Linked DNA regions of Mus musculus: all the other regions are linked to region 3. A link is a contact called in public Hi-C, HiChIP or PLAC-seq and Micro-C data. All regions are on one chromosome and are shown on one strand. Each heading gives the region's core, a stretch centred on a gene start, on an enhancer-like site or on the middle of the called end of the contact. The rest is flanking DNA. Distances are from core to core; before and after follow the strand shown. Region 1 holds the start of Folr1 (folate receptor 1 (adult)). Region 2 holds the start of Clpb (ClpB caseinolytic peptidase B). Region 3 holds the start of Arhgef17 (Rho guanine nucleotide exchange factor (GEF) 17). Region 4 holds the start of Anapc15 (anaphase promoting complex C subunit 15). Region 5 overlaps Pde2a (phosphodiesterase 2A, cGMP-stimulated). Region 6 holds the start of Phox2a (paired-like homeobox 2a). Region 7 has its middle 3.0 kb from the start of Gm35363.

Region 1 (2,954 bases), core at 342-2,841, 940 kb after region 3:
AACAAGGAAAAGATGGCAGCTCTCAGAGTGCCTCGGGCTTCTTTGTCTCCACTCTAGGCTTCCTTTGCTTTCTTCATTCCAGGAGACAGCCGGCCGAGGTTTAGTGGCCTAGGAAACAGAGCTGTGTGGAGCAGGTAGTGGGAATGCAGCCCAGGAATGGAGCCTGAGATTGGGCGAGGCCATTCAGCTGTTAATTATTGCATGTGTGCAACAGCAGGCCTCTGTAGGGATGCGATTAATAGTACAGGCTCCGTTCTTGGGATGTGTATGGCAAAGGCTGGCCTAGCATGTGTGAGGCCCTGGGTTCAATCCCCAGCATTGCAAGTAAACAAATAAACAAACAGCTGGGTGGTGGCACATGCCTAGTATGTGTGAAGCCCCAGTTTCAATCCCAGCATTGCAAATAAATAAACAAACAGCCGGGCTGTGGTGGTGCATGCCTTTAATCCCTGCACTCGGGAAGCAGAGGCAGGCAGATCTTTGTAAGTTTGAGACCAGCCTGATCTACAGAGAGAGTTCCAGGATAGTCAAGGCTACACTGAAAGACCCTGTCTCAAACAAACAAACACCTCACATTGTGTCTTGAGCTGCTAAGATCCTTTAAAATAATCCATCCACTACCAACACCCATGTCCTATTATACACATGAATAGGATGAGCCCCAGAGGACCACACCAGAGCCAATGGCAGGACTGTCACTAGAACACAGGCTTGCAACTTCCAGGCCTGTTGTATAGAATCAGAAGATCCCATGTCCCCAACTTCTCTCAGCTACAAGTTCCCCCAACCTCACCAGCCAGGCTATCACCCACTTCCAGTCACAAGACCCTGATGGCCTAACCTTTCTGACGAGAGCCTCAGTGCTGTGGAAGCCCAGGCTTCCTTTCCTTCTCCACTTGCTCACCTCCCACTCCTGTGACAGATCTTTACAGGCGTGGGGGCGTGGGGGGAACCCTTAAGGATCTGAGCTAATTTTGACATCACCCACATTTCACTGCAGCCAAAACAGGACCCCGTCCCCCACCCATCCCTTACTGGGAGCCCAGGATGGCGCTGCTGTTGGATAAAGGAGTGGGGAGTAGATTTGAGCAGGAGACTCGGAGTTGTTGATCAGTTACCTGTGCGTGTGTGGCCCCAGAGGAAGGCTCCAAATTGGACATAGATGTGGGAGCTGTCTCAACCGAAATTTAAGTGAGATAGTAGAGACCACTACATTGGTGAATGTCAGGAGAAAGAGAAAAGGAAGGAGGGGAAGGAAGGCAAGGAAGAAGGGAAGGAGGAAGGAGAGAGAGGAGGCAATTTGGACTCTGGGGGAAAATTAGCCAAAGAACAAGGCCCTACAAAGAGAGACAGGCTCCCAGGAGGTCCCTGGTTCTGTCTTGCTACCCTTCGCCCTGGCCACTGCCATGTACCTGAATCCTGTGACACACCAGGAGTGTTTGTCTACTGAAGATCACAACAGGTTGGGGACTTCTAGAGCCGTCAGCCTCCTTTCTTGTTTATACTTCCAGATCAGCCTGCTGACTGGGGAAGGGTGGGCCAGGTATCTATAAAGCCTAAAGCTGGAGGCCCTTCTAAGCTGTCTCTGCCCCGGGGCTGATTATTAACTGGCCTTTATGGCTCCTCTATTGCAAGAGTGAGGTTTGCCCCCTGGGTGATGCTCCTGAGCTCTACAGCTTCTGAATAATTAACCTTTCCAGTGAGGATTTGAGGTGAAGATTGAGCTGGGGCCTGGAGTGAACACCCTGCCCTGCCTCAGCTCCTGCCTGAGTGAGGAAAAAAAGAAATAAAAAGGAGGCCATGACAGCCCCTAGGTATGGTGGAGGAGAAAGTTTATTGTAGATATGGAGAAGAGCCTAGCCAGAAAAGCATTTGGAAGGGCCCAGAGTGAACAAGACCCTGAGCTGGGTCATGGGAGGGGAGAGGGGAAAGCCATGAGACCAAAAGTGCAAAAGGGTAAAAAGACCAGCTTAGCCAAAATGACTGCATTCTATAGAGAAGAACCACTAGAAGAAGGGTGGCCCAGGCCCTGGGCTGGAGAAGGTTTAGGTCAGGGAACCAGGCACGCCAACCAGGAGGATCCTGAAAACAAGCAGAGACTGGGGGATGCTAGGAGAGCTAGGCAGCTTGTGTAGGACCTCCATCAGCTATTTGACTGCATTTGAGCCCTAATGCCCTGAATGTTGAAGTGTTGTACCCATCCGGAGCCTAAGTGTTGAGATCATTTGACCACTAGGGAGGGACAGAATTTCACAGTCACCTTGGAGCCAGTCCAAGAAGTATCTCCCTGAGATAGCAGCTTATTATCAGCAAAACTGACTGTCAGTGTCTAGTCTGGCCCAGCCTGCTAGTGTCTTGTGACCAGGCTGAAAAAACAGGAAGGTGTTTGACAACCCCCCACATCCAACAGTGGGATTAAAGGCCAGGAAGCAAGAGAAGGCCTCCAGATTGCAGGGGAGAGAATCCTGAGCTTTGGTGAGTATCGGGCCCCCGATGTGCGCCATTCACACTGTTCAGGGCTGTGGACACTGGAGTTTGTCTACAAGTCTGGTGTCGTTCGTTTGCTTGAGAGAAGTCTATCAGGCATCCTGGAGCAGCATTCTAAGGCTTATGACTCCACACTACTTCTCCTGCCTGATTTTTTTTTTCTTTTCTTTTTGAGACAGGGTTTCTATGTGTAGCCCTGGCTGCTCTGGAACTCACTCTGTAGACCAGGCTGGCCTCGAACTCAGAGATCCACCTGCCCTCTGCCTCCCGACTGTTGGGATAAAAGTCTGCCTTTCTTTCTTTCTTTCTTTCTTTCTTTCTTTCTTTCTTTCTTTCTTTCTTTCTTTCTCTCTTTCTAAACATTTTTTTTTTTTTTTTTTGCTTTTTTGGTTTTTCGAGACAGGGTTTCTCTGTATAGCCCTGGCTGTCCTGGAGCTCACTTTGTAGACCAGGCTGGCCTTGAACTC
Region 2 (2,881 bases), core at 66-2,565, 730 kb after region 3:
GGAAAATGGATGTTAGCTAGAGTGCTCCATGTACAGGTAAACGCAGGCATGAGACTTGAGTGGGACAGATGCAAACCAAGGCTTAAGACCTATTCTCAGCCAACAGGCTAATGGAAAGCCCCAAAACCTGCTTTAACAATTCAAACAAGCCAGCTAGGCACCACTGGATACCAACCAGCAAAGTACCTGGGCCTGTCAGAAGCCCTGGCAGCCCAGACAAACTGTTCCCTCGATCTAGCTCAAGAGGCTCTAATGCAAGAGCAGGAAGCATTCCGCCTACAAGGCTTTCTCTGTATCCTCTAGATCAGGAGCAACTCTATGGAAGGTACAGCTTTGAGCCAGGGTAAAACAACACCCCAGACAATCCCAAACCCAGTTTTGTAATTCTGTGAGACACAAGGGGCCAGACACAGATATATGAGTAGCTAATTGTCAGCTAACTACAGAAGGAATCAACTGAAACACAATTCATAGATTCACTATTATGTAACAAACAAGATGGCTCAACTATAAAAGACACTTGCTGCCAAACCTAAGGATCTCACACACACACACTCACACACACACACACACACACACACACATCTTTAAACACACACACACACACACACACACACAGTCTTAAAGTCTTTTGAGACAGAGTCTCTCTGGCTCATAACCCTGACTATCTTGAAACTCACTATGCAAACTAGACTTTCTCAAATTCAGAGAGATCTGCTTGCCTTTGCCTGGAATGCTGGGATTAAGGACACACACCACCTTTCCCAACACTCAACATCTTTTTGAAAAGCAATAGCAACTCAGAATAAAAGTGGGGAGGGGTACAAGTTACTTAACAGGTCTTCATCGAAAATGCAATTTTATTTAAACACTAGGGAAGTTGTTCTAGGATTCCTGTATTTTGATTTTCGATATTTTGATTTGATATTTGATATCTTACACAGTTGGGGCTGACCTAGACCAAGAATGTGATTTTGACCCAGACCTTGAATTCCCGTTCTTTCAGGTTCCCACCTTCCAAAGGCAGGGCTTAAAGTTCTGTGTTAATACAAATACGGGGCTCTGGAATCTTGAATCCTAATTGCCACGCCCCACCAGAGTTTTCCTTTTTGCCACGCCCCTCTGCCCGAACTGCATTTCCCAACATTCTTCCAGCTCCGCTGTCAGCGGTCATTGTGATGTCATTCCACAGCCCTCGGGGAAATGTAGTTTGTTTAGTCTCCAGCTAGAGAAAGATCTGGGGCTGTGGACTACCACTCCCGTGAGGTAGTGCGCAGTCCCACCTTATAAGCGGCGTCTTCGAACGCGCCGCGGCAGCCATGTTGATCGTGGCTAGCACAGGGGCCGGCACCAGCGGGTTTTAGAAGCAGGTGTCATGATGTTGTCCGCGGTGTTGAGGAGAACCACGCCAGCGCCTCGGCTCTTCCTAGGGTTAATCAAATCTCCATCTCTCCAAAGCCGGGGAGGTGCTTACGGCCGTGGCGTTGTCACCGGAGACCGCGGGGAGCCGCAGCGGTTGAGAGCTGCCGCTTGGGTGCGCCCTGGAGCATCTTCTACCTTCGTCCCCGGACGGGGGGCAGCCACCTGGGGGCGCCGTGGAGAACGCACCGAGATCCCATACCTGACTGCCGCCTCGTCGGAACGCGGTCCTAGCCCCGAAGAAACACTCCCGGGACAAGACAGCTGGAATGGGGTCCCCAACAAGACGGGTCTGGGCATGTGGGCCTTGGCCATGGCGCTGGTGGTTCAGTGCTACAGCAAGAATCCATCCAACAAGGGTGATTATGGGGTCAAACTGGGTTCAAGGGAGAGGTGGGTGGGTGGGTCATGACTCCTTTGGAAGGTTGAAGGTATTTGTAAATTTAAACCCGCATAACCTTACCTTGAAGAAACCCAGTTACCTTCTGCTGCCAGGAGCAGCAGATGGAAAACTCACTGAAGTTACATCATTTCCCATCGTAGGTCTAGCACCCTCTTTGGGATCAGTTTGTATACAAGTATAATTGGGGACATTGGACTGACTAATTACAGCCCGGTCCTTTTATGTACCAATATTATATCTTGTCCATTAGTCTTTCAAGAGGTCTCCAGGAAGCCTCAACAGCTTTAGGGACCGCCTCTACATGTTTTTCTGCGTACATAGGTCCAAGGAAGGAGGACACTTGGTTCTGGTGCTAGCCTGACCCCATGTTCCTCTCTAATCTTAGTTTCCCCACTGTCTAATGAAGGCAAGCTCTCAGTGCTCTAATATTTTGACCTTTCCTGGAGTTCAGAGTCTGTTTAGTTGCTTAGAGTTTTGCTTAGTGTCATGTTTAAGATGAGCTGGATACTGTGGAGGGTGTGTGTGTGAAGCCTTGGGGGACAGGGAGTTGGCTGAAAGTTGCTCTCTGGAGACTTACAGCAGTGGGGGAGGGAGGGAGGAGGTGGAGGTAGCTAACTCAGATTGGCTTCTTACCTCAGTTGCTTAGAGTTGAGCAGGAGCTGCAAGGGTGGCCTGGCTGAGCCCAACCTCTCAGGTTTTCAGTTGTCAGTGCCTGCCTGTCCCATGCACCCCAGACTCTGAGATTGTTGAACAAGATTGGAGACCGCCTTGACCTTCCCTTGTTTGTTTAATAAGATGGGGCCGCTTGGAAAGAAAGGACTTCTGGATGAGGAACAAGGACACGGAGGATCTTGTACTGTCTTTGTAAATCTGGACTCTTAATCCTTCTTTGCTGCCCTGCGTTTCCTTTCTATTGAAGAGGGCGTTGAAGTAGGTAGGGCCTTTCTAGTTTAAGCATGCGGGAATTGTATGGTTTCCGCTTGTGCAAACATGAAGGTGGCACTGTGCTTAGCTTGGACCTAGGTGTTCAGAAAATCCCAACTTAAAACCTAGCCAGCT
Region 3 (2,780 bases), core at 76-2,575:
GAACCAACTGAGAGCGTCCAGGCCGGAGACCTCTCCCTCTCCAGCGACGGCCATCCTCACCATTTGGGTCCTCGTCACTGCCCGAAGAGTGGCCGCCGAGGTAGGCCGGACTCTGAGGCCCAAGCTGCGACTGCGGTCCCTCCTCTTCCTCCTCGCTGGAACTAGCAGCCCGGCTGCGGCTGACAGGATAGGAGGAGGCAATGGAGGAGGAGGAGGAGGCCCGGGCCCCGGCCTGCGGTTGGGAGAAGCTATGCCAAGAATGTAAACCATCCGCCGGACGCTGCGCCCGCTCCTGTTGCTGGTGCTGCCGACGTCGCCTCCCCTCGATCCCGGGCCCGGACAGCGGCCGCGCAGAACGCAGGCCAGCCAGAGGAAAGCACGTTCGAGGAGGTGGCGTCGGAGGTTGCCGGGGATCGCGAGTTGGGGGCTCCCACGAAACTCTGTCGGGGCTGGTCGACCCCAGGGCCTCAGAGTCCATACTGGGTCGTCTGGAGCTCGGACCGCCGAAGAGTTTGCGCATCTCTGTGACGCTGGGCCAGGCCCCACGTTCAGAGCCTTCCGCAGCTTCTTCTGTGGTGCCGGAGGAGCAGCCCCCGTCCCGGGTACCAGTGGAGTCGTCGTCCAGACCCGCCGCGTCGAAGCGCCGGGAGAGCTGGCGCACCGATGGCGAGAGGCTGCGGAGCGGGCGCGGCTGCGCGGGGGCGGCCGGGGGCCCCGACGCCAGCTTGGACACGCGCCGGGAGGGCTGGCCCGGGACTGCCGCGGCTGGCCGGCACGAAGCTCGGCGCCGCAACCCAGGGGTGTCCGCGTCCTCCTCCCTCGGCCCCGGTCCGCCGCTCCAGCGCTCCAGCAGTTTAAACGAGACGCTGCGATAAAGTGGGGGTCGAGGTGACCCGTCCGCCATGGTTGGTGCTAGTCACTCCGGGGGGGCTGGCCTCGGGACGCCGCGGCCAACCCCCCCTGCACTCCCACTCCGAGGGCGCGCAGTGGCCACGGTCCGAGAGCCTGGGTCCTGCACCCGCAGCGTGCGGCGGCTGTGGAGGAGGGTGCGGAGACGTGAGCAGAGGTTTATCAGTCGAAGATCAAGTTTCCGCGGCTACAAAAGGCAGGAGTTCCATCCTGGGCGGCCCCTCTCGCCCCTGCGGCGACCCCAGGCCCAGCCTTAGCCTCTGCGGGAGAGGCCAGGGACATCGCGGTCCTGCCGGTGAGGGGCCTAAGGCTCGGTTCCTGCACTCAAAGTCCGCCTGCCAAGCCCGGCGGCCCGCCTGCCTCCCCTCGAGCTCCCGCTCCAGCTCCCTTTCCCTCCCTCTAAGCAGCTAGCTCTCTGCTCCCTTTTGTTGCAAATAAACTTTGAGGCAGAGGAAAGGGGGCGGGGGGCGGGGCCTGGCGCCCAAAAGAGGGGGTGGGCTCCGGGAGCGCGCGAGGCTGGGAACACTGTGGGGGGAGGGAATCGGGGAGGAGCCGAAGGAGAAACAGGATGCTAGGACTTTTGTAGACCAAAACGACCCTCTAGGGGAGTCGGCTGCGAAAGCCGCGGGCTGATCCTCCCTGGGGACTCCTTCAGATACCCACAGGAGCTGAGAGTGGACAGCTCTGCATAAAGTAGTCCCCGCTTTCACGCGGGAACCTCTGCCGCAGGGGCTCCAACATGGCAACCCAAGACCCAAAAACTCAGGTACACACCGAAACTCAGGTACACGCAGAAACTCTCCTGGCCGGAAAAGAGGTGGGGCCCAGGGAGACGTAGGTGGGGCAGGCCCACCGGAGCGCTTGTGGTTCCCCACCTTGCTCAGACCACGCCCCGTACTCATCCTTCAGTGGCGAATCCCGCCGCACCACGCCCATGTCCCGCCCCTCACTCTCCCAAACGCTCCACCTATCTCCCACCTCCCTCTGGTTTGTCCCTCGCTGACTGTCCCTTAACCCACCCAATGCTGCTTTAGCAGTCCCACCACTCAGGACTATTACACACAACTTCCCCCGCCATTTTTCCAGTTGCCACGCCCCCTGCCCTCTAAGGCCTGGCGTCCTCTAATCTCTAAGACTCCGCTCCCCACGTCTTTCTGCGGTCGGGGTACGTTGCTCTTGCGCCCTCTGCGGGCAAGATTCTCCGCTTTCTCCAAACTCCGTAGAGATAAAACTTCATCTTCCCACAACCAACCATAGAAGGGTTAGGAAGGTTTCACTTGCTTACAGGCGTTTCCTGCCCCCTTTGGCAAGCACTCTGCCCTTTCTTTGGCCTCCTGCACAAAAGGTGTTTGCACGGGAACGCCCTCAACTTCCCTCCGCCAAACCTATACTCCTACCTGTGGGTGCTCCACCCTCCAGACCAGGAAGGTGTCTCTCCCGCTGCAACAATGATCTACCCTAGACCTCCCCTCCCGCTCCTGCTGCAGTCTAGCAAGTCTAAAATTGTTCTGGTTACTGGGATGTCAACTTCGCACCTCTGTTAGGTCCCTTTTTGCCCAGAGGCTTTAAATGTAGGACTCCACACCTAAATGAATGAAAATATATGGACTGCCTAGGACGTACGGGTAACATTTTAAGTATTTTATTTAATCCTTAGGCCACCCTTGGGGATAGATGTTATTAGAGAAGTCACAATAGCCATTGCAGAAGTCAGAGGGAAAGGATAGCTCTAGGTGTGGCTCAAATCCAGACTTTAAAGTTGTCAATCATCACGGTTTTTTTTAGAGATTTTGATGAAGAAGGAGGGTCTGATTCCTTTAAGTTCCAGCAGCCTTTCTCTTTGTGGGTGGTGGGCAGAACCTAGCCTCTTT
Region 4 (2,751 bases), core at 35-2,534, 960 kb after region 3:
TTACAGAAGAAACAGCGTAGACAAAGAATGTACAGGCCTGGGGAGATACCTTAGGGGTTAAAGTGCTTGTTGTAAAAGAAGCCAGGATTGGTGTTTGGGTCCTCAGAACCCACATGATTGCTGGATGGTTATGGCAACCAGCCTGTAATTTCTGTAAAGACAGAGAATTCTCAGAGAACCTGGATAGTCAGACCAGCGATAGCAGGGACTTGTGGTATTGAATAAGAATAAGATAGAAGAGCAATTGAGGAAAATTCCCAGCATCACTCTTGGGCCTACACATACATACACATGCATACACACACACACACACACACACACACACACACACACGATGTTCAAACACACATATACATAAGATAAAATTTTAAATAGATAAAAAAGAGGCCAGCGTGGTGTTACACAGCTTTAATACCAACAGGAAGACTTCGAAGCCAACCTGGTCTAGATAGTGAATTTCAGGCCAGTTAGGAATACGCAATGAAACCTTGTCTCAAAAAAGAAAAGTAAATATTATGAATATGATGTAGTTCCATGACAGAGGCTTGTCTAGCATGTTCAAGGTATCCTCTCAGAAAGAAAAGAATGGATGCCGGGCAGTGCTGGCGAATGCCTTTCATCCCAGCATTTGGGAGGCAGAGAGGCAGAGGCAGAGGCAGAGGCAGAGGCAGAGGCAGAGGCAGAGGCAGGTGGATTTCTGAGTTCCCTGTCTCGAGAAACCAAAATTAAAAAAGAAGAAAAGAGGGGCTGGTGAGATGGTTCAGCGCTTAAAAGCATTGACTTCTCTTCCAAAAGTCCCGAGTTCAAATCCCAGCAACATGGTGGCTCACAACCATCCGTAACGAGATTTGATGCCCTCTTCTGGTGCGTCTGAAAAACAATTACAGTGTACTTACATATAATAAATAGATCTTGGAGGAGTTGGAGGAGGAGGAGGAGGAGGAGGAGGAGGAGGAGGAGGAGGAGGAGAAGGGTTCAAACAGAAAACCGAGTCTGAGAGAACAGAAGGGAAGAAACAGATGTTTCTTGGAACGCAGCAGCACACACGGCATCCACACAAGCGAACATTTCTGGAAACCATACTATTTCGAGGAGATTAACACGCAAACACCGCCGAGTGGCAGGAGGGCGGGACTAGTCGAACGCAGGCGAGGGGCTAGCCTGGAGAAACCCTGCCGCTGGAGATTCAAGGAGGAGCTGACAGGTAGGCGGGGCAAGCGAGGGTCCTCCCCCAACTAGTACGTAACTAAAGTACATCAACATCACTTCCGGCTCGGTGTTGAAGCGGGAAACAAAAGGAGACGCAAGACGCATGCGTTAGTGAGTCCCGGATTCTGGTGGGTTCTTCCGCTCAGACCTGGGGAAACGCTTCCGGGTCGCCGCCGGCTGCCGGCTCTTGGCGCGGTAAGTGCGGAAACGAGACTGCTGCCGTTTCCTTGCTTGTTCTTTCTTCCGGCTTCCAGAGAAACCCAGTTCCTTTGACTCGCTTCCCTAGCAGTTCATTTTCCCCATTTTTACTCTTAAAGACATCCTGCTCACTGGCCGTTTCCTAGAGTCTAAGCCCCACCCATCGCACATGGTCCGTCATGCATTGGTTTCACTTCCTGTCACCCAGCATTTCTTGCAGTTAATTGGCTTCGGCCAGGCCGCGCGCATTTTGCGATTAGCATCCCTATAAGGTCAAAATCCTGACGGAGACCCGCCCCTGCCTCCTTCCTGTTGGTCAATCTCGCAGTCATTATCATAATGAGCAAAGAATGGGCGGTGGTGGGTAGAATTTTAGTATATAAAATCTGTCAGTGCTTTCGGGATCGTGGTGGACGCGCCTTTTTTTTTTTCCCCCATCACACGGACCTGGGGGGGCTTTGGTCTAGGGAATGACAGCGTCTAGTTCTGCGTGGGTCAAATTAAGTTGGAACAAAAGCTAGAGTAGGGCCGGGTGTGGGGGCTGGTATACGCCTTTAATCCCAGCATCCGGGGGCTGAGGCATGCGGAGCTCTGTGAGTTTGGGACTAGCCTGGTCTATATAGAGAATTCCACGACAGTCAGGGCTAAATATTGTAACCCTGTTTCATTTACTAAAAATAGGGGGAAACACCAAGGTAGACACCAACTCTATTTTTTCCTGTGCCCTTCCTACAGTGCTGGGCCAGGATCCCTGCCTTGCGTAGGATTTAAGCCCCCATCGAGTGTGTGGCCAAAGTCAAGCTCTACATGTCACTGGGTTTGTGAGCCAGGGCGTTTTAGTTCAGCTTCTTGGTGACCTTCCTGGTCAGCAGCTTCAGCCCACAGAGTTGATTTTGTTCTCTTCCATGTTAGTTCATTCTTCATTTGTTTGTTATTTACTCATCCCTCTGAGAATTTCTTTTATCCTTGGTTGTGTGTACTGCAGTTTGACTGGTTGGTGAGAGAGGTGGTTCATGTCCACACCATTTTGCACTGGTTGGATGTGACATGAATCAAAAGAGCAAAAAATAAGTTTTGTGGTGCGTGTGTGTGTGTGTATTTAAAATGAATTTTACTAGATCTCTGCTATTGCTAATCTTGTGCATAATCACAATGCCACATTCCATCTCTGGCTCCCAGTCTCTTCTCTCTTTAAGCAACATACAGCTTTACTCATTATTTTCTTTGTTTGTCGTAATAACTGAGGATGATATAATTTTAATTATCCCCATTCTTACAGATGAGGAAACTGAGGCCCAGAGAGGTTAAGTGTATTGGCCAAAATCAAAGAGCTAGTAAGTGATG
Region 5 (3,164 bases), core at 128-2,627, 570 kb after region 3:
CCCCAGTGTCTTTGGAATGGGGTAGCCTAGAGATGGGGAGACAAGACCCAGACTTGGTGACACCCTGTCCTCGTGCCATAACGGGCTTCGGAGTGTGGTGAGAGCTAGGGAAGAGGCACACTGCCCCTCCTCACTGTTCCTTCATCTCTGCAGGACGATGTGCAACAGCTGCAAAACATGTTGGGTTGTGAGCTGCAGGCTATGCTGTGTGTCCCTGTCATCAGCCGAGCCACTGACCAGGTGGTGGCCCTGGCTTGCGCCTTCAACAAGCTTGGAGGAGATTTGTGAGTTTGAGAGTGGGGGTGTCATGGCACTATGGCAATAGCCCCAGGTTCTAGGGGGTCTGAAGTGGGAGGATCACGGGAGCCTAGAAGTTCCAGGCCAGCCTGAGCAACATGTACATAAGCCTGCCTCAAATAAACAGTGGCCTGAGGAGGAACCCACATTTTGGTCTGAGGGCAGTCAGAGCTTTCCCTAGAGCTCTGTGCCTGAAGGGGGAGAAGGCATGGTGTGTAGTCCCAGTGTGAAGAGTTTCATTAGCTGGCAGATAGGAGCTTCCTGGTAGCATGCAGGAAAGGAGAAAGGGGCCGAGAAGGCCATCTTCCCTGTCCTCTCTGCTGACCCCCAGCCCGACTTCCAGCTTCACAGATGAGGATGAACACGTGATCCAACACTGCTTCCACTACACAGGCACGGTGCTCACCAGCACCTTGGCCTTCCAGAAGGAGCAGAAGCTCAAGTGTGAGTGCCAGGTGAGTGCCTGCCTTGAGCTTTTCCCAAGAACCTGCGCGCGCCAGCCCCAGAAGGCTATCCACGAGGGTGATGCTGCCTGGGTTATCTAGGCCAGTGGCAGCACTGTGGCTGGGTAACCTAGTGACCTGGAAGTCCCTTAAAGAGAGAGAGGTCAGTATTTCCCTGGGCTCTAGGCATTGTCTGTGATTGCCCTCTAGTGTCTAACACGGGCACTACCACAACATCTGGGCAGCCAGAGGCAAAGGTGGCAGCCGTTTGAGACCCAAGAACTTCACTATTCTTCCCCAGCTCCTTCACTTAGTACCCAAAGGGTTTCATTAGGCACGTCAGTTGCCAGCCTGCTCTAGGAGCACTTGGGAAGGGATGAGAACATCCCGGGCCATCTTTACGATCTTCACTTCCTCCTTCCCAGGCTCTTCTCCAAGTGGCAAAGAACCTCTTCACCCACCTGGGTGAGTGATGTGTCTCCCACACAAGGCGTTTGGGGAGGAGGAGATGTGGAAGAGATGCTTGCCTGGCATTCCTCAGGTCTCACGTGCTTCTCCTTCCCCCTCCTCCAGATGATGTCTCTGTCCTGCTACAGGAGATCATCACGGAAGCCAGAAACCTCAGCAACGCAGAGATGTGAGCAGAAGTGGGGTGGTGCGGGAGGGGAAGTCTCAGCCCTCACCGCCTCTGCCCCCTCCCTACCTTCTTATCTGACATTTCCTTCTGCCTGGGCCCTTGTTTCAGCCAGGACAGCGCTAACTTTGCTTGCCATGGGTTTCTATGAAACCTAGTAGGAATTTAAAACAATACAATACAAAACAAATAAAAGGCAGATGGAGAGATGTTTGGAATTGTCCAGCTCCGAGGAGAGTGTCTCACTTTAGGACACTTTCCAGGGTCTCAGTAATCGCTACACTAGCCATATGTGGTGGTTCGAGAGGCGTCAGAACCCCACGAACCAACCTCTTCTCTCCACAGCTGCTCGGTGTTCCTGCTGGATCAGAACGAGCTGGTGGCCAAGGTGTTCGATGGTGGCGTTGTGGACGATGAGGTGAGGGAGTATGGAGGGTGTCCGGGAGTAAGCAAGAGGACCTGGGGGAAAAGCCACATTTGAAAAGTGTCTATACGGCAGGCTAACTTCTTGCTTTCTATTCCATCCCTGTTTGGGCAGAGTTATGAGATCCGCATCCCGGCGGACCAAGGCATCGCGGGCCACGTGGCGACTACGGGCCAGATCCTGAACATCCCAGATGCATATGCCCATCCGCTTTTCTATCGCGGCGTAGATGACAGCACTGGCTTCCGCACGCGCAACATTCTCTGCTTCCCTATCAAGAACGAGAACCAGGGTGCCGACTCGTGGTGGCCAGGGGCGGGGCCTGAAGGGGCTGTACGGGGGTGGAGCCGGGGCGGGGACTAGGGGAAAGTGGTTCTAGGGTCGGAACCTAAAGAGCCAGGGATTGTCTAGTCTTGAGCCATTTCTTCCAGAGGAGTTAGGAGAAGGCAGGTCTCACTGGACCCCTTCACCAGCGATTCCCATTTTCTCTCTCTTCCCAGAGGTCATTGGTGTGGCTGAGCTAGTGAACAAGATCAATGGGCCATGGTTCAGCAAGTTTGATGAGGACCTGGCCACAGCCTTCTCCATCTACTGTGGCATCAGCATCGCCCACGTGAGGGAGCGCTACTGGGGCGGGGAGGGTGTCCTTCTTCTATCCCCCACATCTGCTTTCTTCGCTCTGGCCTGTCTATGCTCAGGGCTCCGATCCCAGCGAGCGGGATGCTATGCAGCCCGCCATACATGCTGGCTGCCTCTAGTCGTTCAGCATGCAAAGCTGGGGATACTATTTCTGGTCCTGTCCAACCAGCTTCTGAGGATCATGAAAGAGAAAGGAAAAGAAACAAAACAAATCAAAACCCCACCTAGTTCTGCTGGGCTAGATGGGTATATATATGGTAGTACGTGATAGTATGGGCCTATAACCTTAGGATTTGAGAGGGAGTAGCAGGAGGGTGGAGTTCAAAACCTTGGCTACCTAGCAAGTTGGAGGCCAGCCTGAGCTACATGAGAGACACTGTCTAAACAAACAAAAACCCTAACACACACATAGAAAACCCTCTTGGTAAGATTCCCTACCCACCCCAGCAACTCCAATCTACTAGTCCGTATCTTTGTAGCAAACGTTGGATCTTTCTCTCCATACTTTTGGCATCTCTAGCCTGAAAATCCAACCTAAGTACCCGAGTTAATCCCTGCTTTCTGATCTTCTCCTCCAAGGGCTACCAAGTTCAGGGGACAAAGTGCCTCAGGTGTTAAGAAACTGGGGAAGGCCAGTAAGAGAGCTGGGATTAGCATCGGGGTGGGGCCTGAACACTGGGCTATTGCTAATGGCTTATACTGGGCCCCCAACGGGAGAGGAAGGAGA
Region 6 (3,012 bases), core at 442-2,941, 890 kb after region 3:
GCACACACACACACACACACACACACACAACTCCAAAACTCCTGACATAGAATACTTACAGAAACCGAGGCATGAGTCAAGCAAAGAATAATTAGCCTGGGAAAGGGACGGACCCGAGGGTTGTGGTCCCACTGTGCTGGCAAACATGAGGAAAGAGGAATTCCAGGAGAGTTTCTCTTAATCCTAGAGGATTTTGTTTGGTGACAAGGACATGGCCCTCTTCTGGCTTCTTTTTGGATCTCAGACTTCCCATCAGCAGGACTTAGTGTAGAAACCTGGGGACTTGGGGCTGGGGACTAATGAGGAGAGGTTCAATTCATCCTTCAGGAGAGCCAAAGAGACAGAAGGGGGTTTCTACTCATCCTCCAGGTAAAGATGCTAAATGTATTCCATTCACCACACAGCCTGGAGAGCTGGGGAAAATCCTTGGAGGGTCAATGACCTGGCTTTTCCAGAAGAAGGCAGGGACGACTCAAAGGGGAAGAAGAAAGGCACTGAAGGAGAGAGAGGGAGTCATTACCATAGTCCTAAGGCTCAGCATCCTACACAGACACAGTTACACACACACACACATACACACGCACACGCACACGCACACGCACACACACACGCGCGAGTCCAGAGGTCACAAGCTATTGGAGAGGACAACAGAGCTGAGAAGCCGGGATGGGAGGGAGTGGCCTGGACCCAGCAGGTGCAGGCTCCTGTGGCCCTCAAGACAAGAGACTTCTCAGAGAGAGAGACTTCAACCCTGCAGCCTTCTCCTCTAATGCCTTGCCAACCCCTCCCACCCCCAGCCTCTCCACCACAATGTCTTGGTCGCCTTCGGTGCTCTGGTCACAAATCCCAGCTCTCGGGGATGTCCTTTCTCTCCACTCATCGGCCTCTGTTTCGCTGGTCTGTTTCTGTCCTTGTTAGCCTAAGGCCATCCTGTGTGTGGTCTCACTGTGATTGTCTCTGATTTGTTTCAGCCTTCTCTGCAGCTCCATCACAGCCCTGGTTGCAGTCCACGTCCATGTTCATCCGTGTCCCTCTGTCTCCATGCCTGTCTTTCTCCATCCTGCTGGCCTCCTCTCTCTGCCAATCTCCATCTCCACCCCTGCCTTTCTCTTCTACCGCTTCATCCTTGTCTTCCCTTACTTCTATTTCGAGGTCTGACCCCTTTTCTCTAGTCTCTCCATACCCACGTCCCCTCCTTGTCCCTGTCCCAGGCTCCTGTCTCTTTCTCATCCCTGTCTCCATCCCCCTCACTCTAGGGCAGCCTCGGCAGTCCTCGCAGGGATAGGACCTAGCTGGGGGCGGGGCTGAAGGGCCAGATCGGAATAATTCGGTTATCTGGGAGAATTGAATTAACTTCTTCACACCAGCACCGCGGGGCCTGCCTCCCTAGCTTCCACGGGGCCGCAGGTGGGAGGCCCAGGAACGAGGTCGGGACCCTCCTGCTGGGCATGTTGTGTAGAGATCGAAGGTCTAGGCCGGATTGGGACAGGATAAGGGACTCTCGGATTGGGGTCCCACGATGCTCCGCCTGCACCTCGGGAGCCCTAAGAGGGAGGCCCTTTGGGGTGGGGGACCCGAGGTGGCTAGGGGCGGGGTCTGGGCCGCTCAGGCCCCGCCCCGCGGAGCTCGCCCCGCCTCGCCCCCTCCGCGGGGTCCTGCGCGTTAAAAGGCGCGCGGGCTGGCAGCACTGCACTTGCGTTGCACCGGGGCAGAGTGCGGGCCGCGACGGGGCGGGCGGACTCTCGGGCGCTCAGAGCCGGTCTCAGGTCCTCTGCGCCTGGAGCTCGAATCTCCATCCCGAACTCCACCCAGCCCGGGACCCCGACCCCAACCAGACCCGGCCCTGCCCGGCCCCCGCCCCCGCCCCCTCGGGCCGATGGACTACTCCTACCTCAATTCGTACGATTCGTGCGTGGCGGCCATGGAGGCGTCCGCCTACGGTGACTTCGGCGCCTGCAGCCAGCCTGGAGGCTTCCAATACAGTCCCCTGCGGCCTGCCTTCCCCGCCGCTGGGCCACCTTGCCCCGCGCTCGGCTCCTCCAACTGTGCGCTTGGCGCCCTACGCGACCACCAGCCCGCACCCTACTCGGCAGGTGAGCGCAGTCCCATCCCAACCCTACCTCCAAACCCCACCTCCAAACCCCATGAAACCCCAACTACCTTTCCTACTCTGCAAGTAATTGTGACTGAACCCACAAGCCACCCCTACCTATGCTGCTGGCTAGACTCCTCCAGTGTACTTTGAGACCCCCGGTAATAGGAGTTTCTTCTTGGCAGGGATGAGCCGCACCCTCTTGTTCCAACGGTTCCTCTTTCTCAATGCCAACCCCCTACCCTGTGCCTTTCGTATCAAAGAAACAGGTCCAGTCTTAGGCCTCTCATTAGGCCTTCCCCTCCCCACCTACAAAGGTGACCACCAAACCTCTCCATTCCCAGAATCCTCAGAATTGGCTTCCAGCTCAGTCCAGCCAACTCTCATTCTTACCACCTGTGTCTTGGGTGATGCCACCCTCAACAAAGATCCCTGCTGCCGCTGAGCTGCCCAGATGGCATCCTTCCCCCAGCCTTGATTCCTTCTTTCCAGCCTCACCTTGCCCTGTCTTAGACCTATCCTGCCTGGGCCCAAACCTTACTGCACCAGCAGAAAACAAAAAACAAAAAAACGGGTCCCATAGCCACAGAAAAGGAGCCTCTATCATTTGGACCACTTTCATTCCCACATTCCCTCCCATCCCGGACGACAGCCCTTGAAATCCCAGGAGCAGATAGATCCTCCACCCTCGAGTCCTTTGATCCAAGCAAGTCCCAGTCCAAACCCTCAACGTCATTTAGCCTTTTAGGTATCCCTATGCCTTCTGTTAGTGTCCCAGCATGCCCCACCCGGCTTCCTCCTTTCATAATCCCCCCACCCCCAAATATCACTGGAACCCGAAAGGAGGTCTGGGGTTTGTTGGGGAGATAAATACCTTAATTTAGAGAAATAATGACCTTTAAGAGGCGGCCGTAGACCAA
Region 7 (2,893 bases), core at 53-2,552, 610 kb after region 3:
AGAAGCTGGATAGAAGAGCCGGAGTCTCCACACGGAGACAGGAGATGGAGACAGGAGATGGAGACAGGAGTCTCCAGCAGTGCAAAGGAAACCAGGCTGGCACACGTGTCAGGGACCAGCCAGAGCCTGTTTCAAATAAGGCAGAAGTGAGGACTGAAATTTTCTTATCTGAAATTGTCTTCACATGAGTGCTAAACATATGCATCCAACACACACACACACACACACACACACACACACACACACACACACACACAAAGAGAGAGAGAGAGAGAGAGAGAGAGAGAGAGCTCTATTACAGTTGTTCTAGAATTCACCTTGGACATCAGAATTCAAAGATGCTTATGTCCCTTCTATAAAATTTAATAGTATTTGCAGATAAACACTGTGCTTTAATCATCTCTAGATTACAATGACTCATACACTGCAAATGCTATGAAAACCATTGCTAGCCTGTATTTGTTAGGGAATAGCAACCCCCCCCCAAACAAATTCTGTACATGCCTGAGACCCCCCCCCCCCTTTTTTTTTTTCTGAGAAAGAGTTTCTTGGTGTAGACCAGGCTGGCCTTGAACTCAGATCCACCTGCATCTGCCTCCCAAGTGCTGTGATTAAAGGCATGTGCCACCATGGTCCAGTGAGACACATTTTTTTTTTCCTGGATTGTGTGTGTGTGTGTGTGTGTGTGTGTGTGTGTGTGTGTGTGTATGTATGTATGTATGTGTGTGTGTATGCTCACGCACACTCTGGATATTTTCAGCCTGCTATTATAGTAGGATCCACATGTCTAGAAGCCATAGTTACAGAGAGACAACTCTTATCTAAAATAAATATAAAAAGCCCTAGAGCCCTGACGTCAAATGGCCTCAGGCAGGTGCTTCCTCCAAGTCTGTGGAAGATAGGACTTCCTTTTGCTGCCCGGGCACATGACATATGGCCCAGTTTATAAATTATTGAATGCGCAGAGGTTTTACAGTCTTCAGTCAGAATTCTGTTGGGAACCTCCAAGTTGTCTCATTTCCTCTCTTGTTCCTGGTTTAAATTATCGGGACCCTGTGTAACTACCTGGAGAATCTCTGGGTAAATGACAAATTGTGATTTACAGAGAGCACTGACATCGTTCTTCAACTTATTAGTTCCCTTCCCTCAAGCATATTTTCCTCTTCTTTGGCTTGATAACTCACCTTCCTGGGAGGCAAGCTCTGGGAAGCAAGATTCTAGTCTGCATGAAGTTTTAGACCTGGCTTGAAAGATGTCAGTGCTCAGAAAGGCTTTGTTAAATATGCACCGCGCCCTCTCGTGGCTACAAGTGCTCGCTGTAGACTGGAAATGCTAAGCACAGGCTCCACTGCCCTACATCCCAGAGCAGCAAGTAGGTCTCTAAGCTCCTAGGCGTCTCCTGACGCTTGACTCGGCGGATTCAAAAGAACATTTTGTAACCCAAATGTAAAACGACTCTAACCCACACGTAAAAACAGTAAAAACTGTGCCATCTTCTCCCAAACACACCTACTTCAGCCAGGCTGTTCCTCAATAGCTTTCTCTTCACCTTTTTCTAAAGTAAAACCGGAATCGATTCAGTTTAGATTTTAACTCTAACAGAAAGGTCTGCTTCTGCTGAGTGGGCATCTGGAATTTTAATTATCTCAGCTTTCCCCGTGTCACGGGGCAAAGACCTTTAGCCTTTCTGTGGTATGGGCTTACTGGAGCTATTAATACTATGGGCTCCGCAACTCTTATTCGTCCTTGGGCACTACTGTCCTTCAGATATTGGTTTTGTTTGATCAAGAACCTTAGCAGAATCCTAACTTTTTGGGTACCCCGAAAAGCTCCTAATGTGGAGGAGGAGCGTGTTCCAAGTATGAATATGCATCTCCTGTAACCCGTCTCAGTTGAGGGATATTTTAAACGCGTGTAACAGAAGCTCGCACAGTAAGAGTGGGCTGCCGTGGAGCAGATTCATTCCAATTCAGCTACTGGTTCAGATTTGCTGTGTTTTGAAGACCAAGGAAGAAAAGAAAAAGAATAAGAGCCATCAAATCTTGCCCAAGCATGCCCTTTATCAGATGGAGTTCTGGTTAATTGTCTCCAGGTCCCCTAGGTATCTCGGAACAATGCACTTTCATCAGTTGGGATTTAGCCGGTAGATCTCTCAAAGCAACAGACATGAAGTTGGGAAAAAATTAAGAACAACAAAGAAATTAAATGACAGTGCATGTGCATTTAGTAGTCTTCATTAAAGCAAAAGCTTTGATGGGAATGCACCATGAATTTTAGTTAAAAGAGGACTGCGGGTCTTCCTCCCACACAGTAGAAACAAAAATGTAAATGTGATATTTTAGTTCCTGAAGGACCTTAGGTTTCAAATTTTAATGTTTGAAGGAGCCAAATGAAGCACAATATACAAATTCCATGTTTTTTTTTTCATTTACTGACATTCAAGAGACAGTGAATGCAAACATGAGTATTCTGCTGGCTGAATTATTCTGAAGAATCAATATTTTATAAACTGGTTCTTCTAGGTTTGTATAATACATATCCAAAATATTCCACTTGAAGTAAATACTTTTGTCACTATCTTTCTCTTAGGATCTCTTATTATCATACCTGCATGCATCATGCCCCAAACCTTCATAATCAAAATGATTGATTTAACAGTAATTTTCTAAAATTTAGAAATGTTTCTCAATCATAAATGGTGCGATAATGATGATGATGATGAGATGATTATGATAATGATGACGATGACAATTTTTGGATTTTCAAGACAGGACTGCACTGTGGCGCCCCCCCCCCCCCAAGCTGTCCTGGAATTCATTCTGTATACCAGGCTGGCCTTGAACTCACAGAGATCTGGGATTAAAGGCGTGTGCCACCACTGCTTCCACAGAAA

Evidence for each region. Hi-C and Micro-C count contacts between places; a contact is called where the count stands out from the background. HiChIP or PLAC-seq counts read pairs in DNA pulled down with a chosen protein or histone mark.
Region 1: a contact with region 3 is called in an H3K27ac HiChIP or PLAC-seq map of embryonic stem cells, with 5 read pairs. The contact joins the promoter of Folr1 here to the promoter of Arhgef17 in region 3. A contact is called at or near these places in 5 of 39 promoter capture datasets (hippocampal neurons, liver, pre-B cells and 1 more), 1 of 115 datasets of contacts at active chromatin or transcription factors (embryonic stem cells) and 3 of 9 other capture datasets (adipose tissue, liver and pancreatic islet).
Region 2: a contact with region 3 is called in a FOXA1 HiChIP or PLAC-seq map of pancreatic cancer cells. The contact joins the promoter of Clpb here to the promoter of Arhgef17 in region 3. A contact is called at or near these places in 1 of 39 promoter capture datasets (embryonic stem cells) and 3 of 115 datasets of contacts at active chromatin or transcription factors (embryonic stem cells, epiblast stem cells and pancreatic cancer cells).
Region 4: a contact with region 3 is called in a FOXA1 HiChIP or PLAC-seq map of pancreatic cancer cells. The contact joins the promoter of Anapc15 here to the promoter of Arhgef17 in region 3. A contact is called at or near these places in 3 of 39 promoter capture datasets (embryonic stem cells, liver and pre-B cells) and 3 of 115 datasets of contacts at active chromatin or transcription factors (differentiating embryonic stem cells, large pre-B cells and pancreatic cancer cells).
Region 5: a Hi-C map of CD8 T cells shows a contact between it and region 3, with 3 times the contacts expected there. The contact joins the enhancer-like site here to the promoter of Arhgef17 in region 3. A contact is called at or near these places in 10 of 39 promoter capture datasets (the 3T3-L1 cell line, the C10 cell line, embryonic stem cells and 4 more), 1 of 484 Hi-C or Micro-C datasets (CD8 T cells), 11 of 115 datasets of contacts at active chromatin or transcription factors (embryonic midbrain, embryonic stem cells, large pre-B cells and 1 more) and 1 of 9 other capture datasets (embryonic stem cells).
Region 6: a Micro-C map of embryonic stem cells shows a contact between it and region 3, with 4 times the contacts expected there. The contact joins the promoter of Phox2a here to the promoter of Arhgef17 in region 3. A contact is called at or near these places in 3 of 39 promoter capture datasets (cranial neural crest, hippocampal neurons and liver), 3 of 484 Hi-C or Micro-C datasets (all in embryonic stem cells), 4 of 115 datasets of contacts at active chromatin or transcription factors (embryonic stem cells, pancreatic cancer cells and stem cell-derived neural progenitor cells) and 2 of 9 other capture datasets (embryonic stem cells and liver).
Region 7: an H3K4me3 HiChIP or PLAC-seq map of pro-B cells shows a contact between it and region 3, with 9 times the contacts expected there. The contact joins the enhancer-like site here to the promoter of Arhgef17 in region 3. A contact is called at or near these places in 6 of 39 promoter capture datasets (the C10 cell line, hematopoietic stem and progenitor cells, hippocampal neurons and 2 more), 2 of 15 datasets of contacts at CTCF or cohesin (large pre-B cells and pro-B cells) and 7 of 115 datasets of contacts at active chromatin or transcription factors (acute myeloid leukemia, bone marrow-derived dendritic cells, epiblast stem cells and 4 more).

What each region holds. Positions count from the first base shown.
Region 1 is chr7:101,869,197-101,872,150 of GRCm38.p6, forward strand. It overlaps Folr1 (folate receptor 1 (adult)), which reads right to left and starts at 1,592. Exons shown (of 7, transcript NM_001252554.1): 1 at 1,413-1,592; 2 at 1-108. Gm35597 (a long non-coding RNA gene) reads left to right here and starts at 1,515. Exons shown (of 3, transcript XR_378387.3): 1 at 1,515-2,475.
Region 2 is chr7:101,662,436-101,665,316 of GRCm38.p6, forward strand. Clpb (ClpB caseinolytic peptidase B) reads left to right here and starts at 1,316. Exons shown (of 16, transcript NM_009191.4): 1 at 1,316-1,778. The coding sequence starts at 1,376.
Region 3 is chr7:100,930,836-100,933,615 of GRCm38.p6, forward strand. Arhgef17 (Rho guanine nucleotide exchange factor (GEF) 17) reads right to left here and starts at 1,326. Exons shown (of 21, transcript NM_001081116.1): 1 at 1-1,326. The coding sequence starts at 904.
Region 4 is chr7:101,895,047-101,897,797 of GRCm38.p6, forward strand. Anapc15 (anaphase promoting complex C subunit 15) reads left to right here and starts at 1,285. Exons shown (of 6, transcript NM_027532.4): 1 at 1,285-1,404; 2 at 2,687-2,751. The coding sequence starts at 2,749.
Region 5 is chr7:101,502,659-101,505,822 of GRCm38.p6, forward strand. It overlaps Pde2a (phosphodiesterase 2A, cGMP-stimulated), which reads left to right. Exons shown (of 30, transcript NM_001143849.2): 12 at 154-284; 13 at 641-752; 14 at 1,166-1,205; 15 at 1,314-1,377; 16 at 1,720-1,792; 17 at 1,913-2,090; 18 at 2,299-2,411. Among named protein-coding and RNA genes, the nearest start is that of Mir139, 29 kb to the left of the region's middle. Within about 2 kb of position 1,378, at least 37 of the 459 cell types and tissues checked have an H3K27ac peak or open chromatin away from gene starts, as enhancers often do. A contact at or near this core is called in CD8 T cells, where this site is marked.
Region 6 is chr7:101,816,622-101,819,633 of GRCm38.p6, forward strand. Phox2a (paired-like homeobox 2a) reads left to right here and starts at 1,692. Exons shown (of 3, transcript NM_008887.2): 1 at 1,692-2,093. The coding sequence starts at 1,877.
Region 7 is chr7:101,540,014-101,542,906 of GRCm38.p6, forward strand. No RefSeq gene overlaps it. Among named protein-coding and RNA genes, the nearest start is that of Gm35363, 3.0 kb to the left of the region's middle. Within about 2 kb of position 1,303, at least 46 of the 459 cell types and tissues checked have an H3K27ac peak or open chromatin away from gene starts, as enhancers often do. A contact at or near this core is called in hematopoietic stem and progenitor cells, hippocampal neurons, pre-B cells and 1 more, where this site is marked.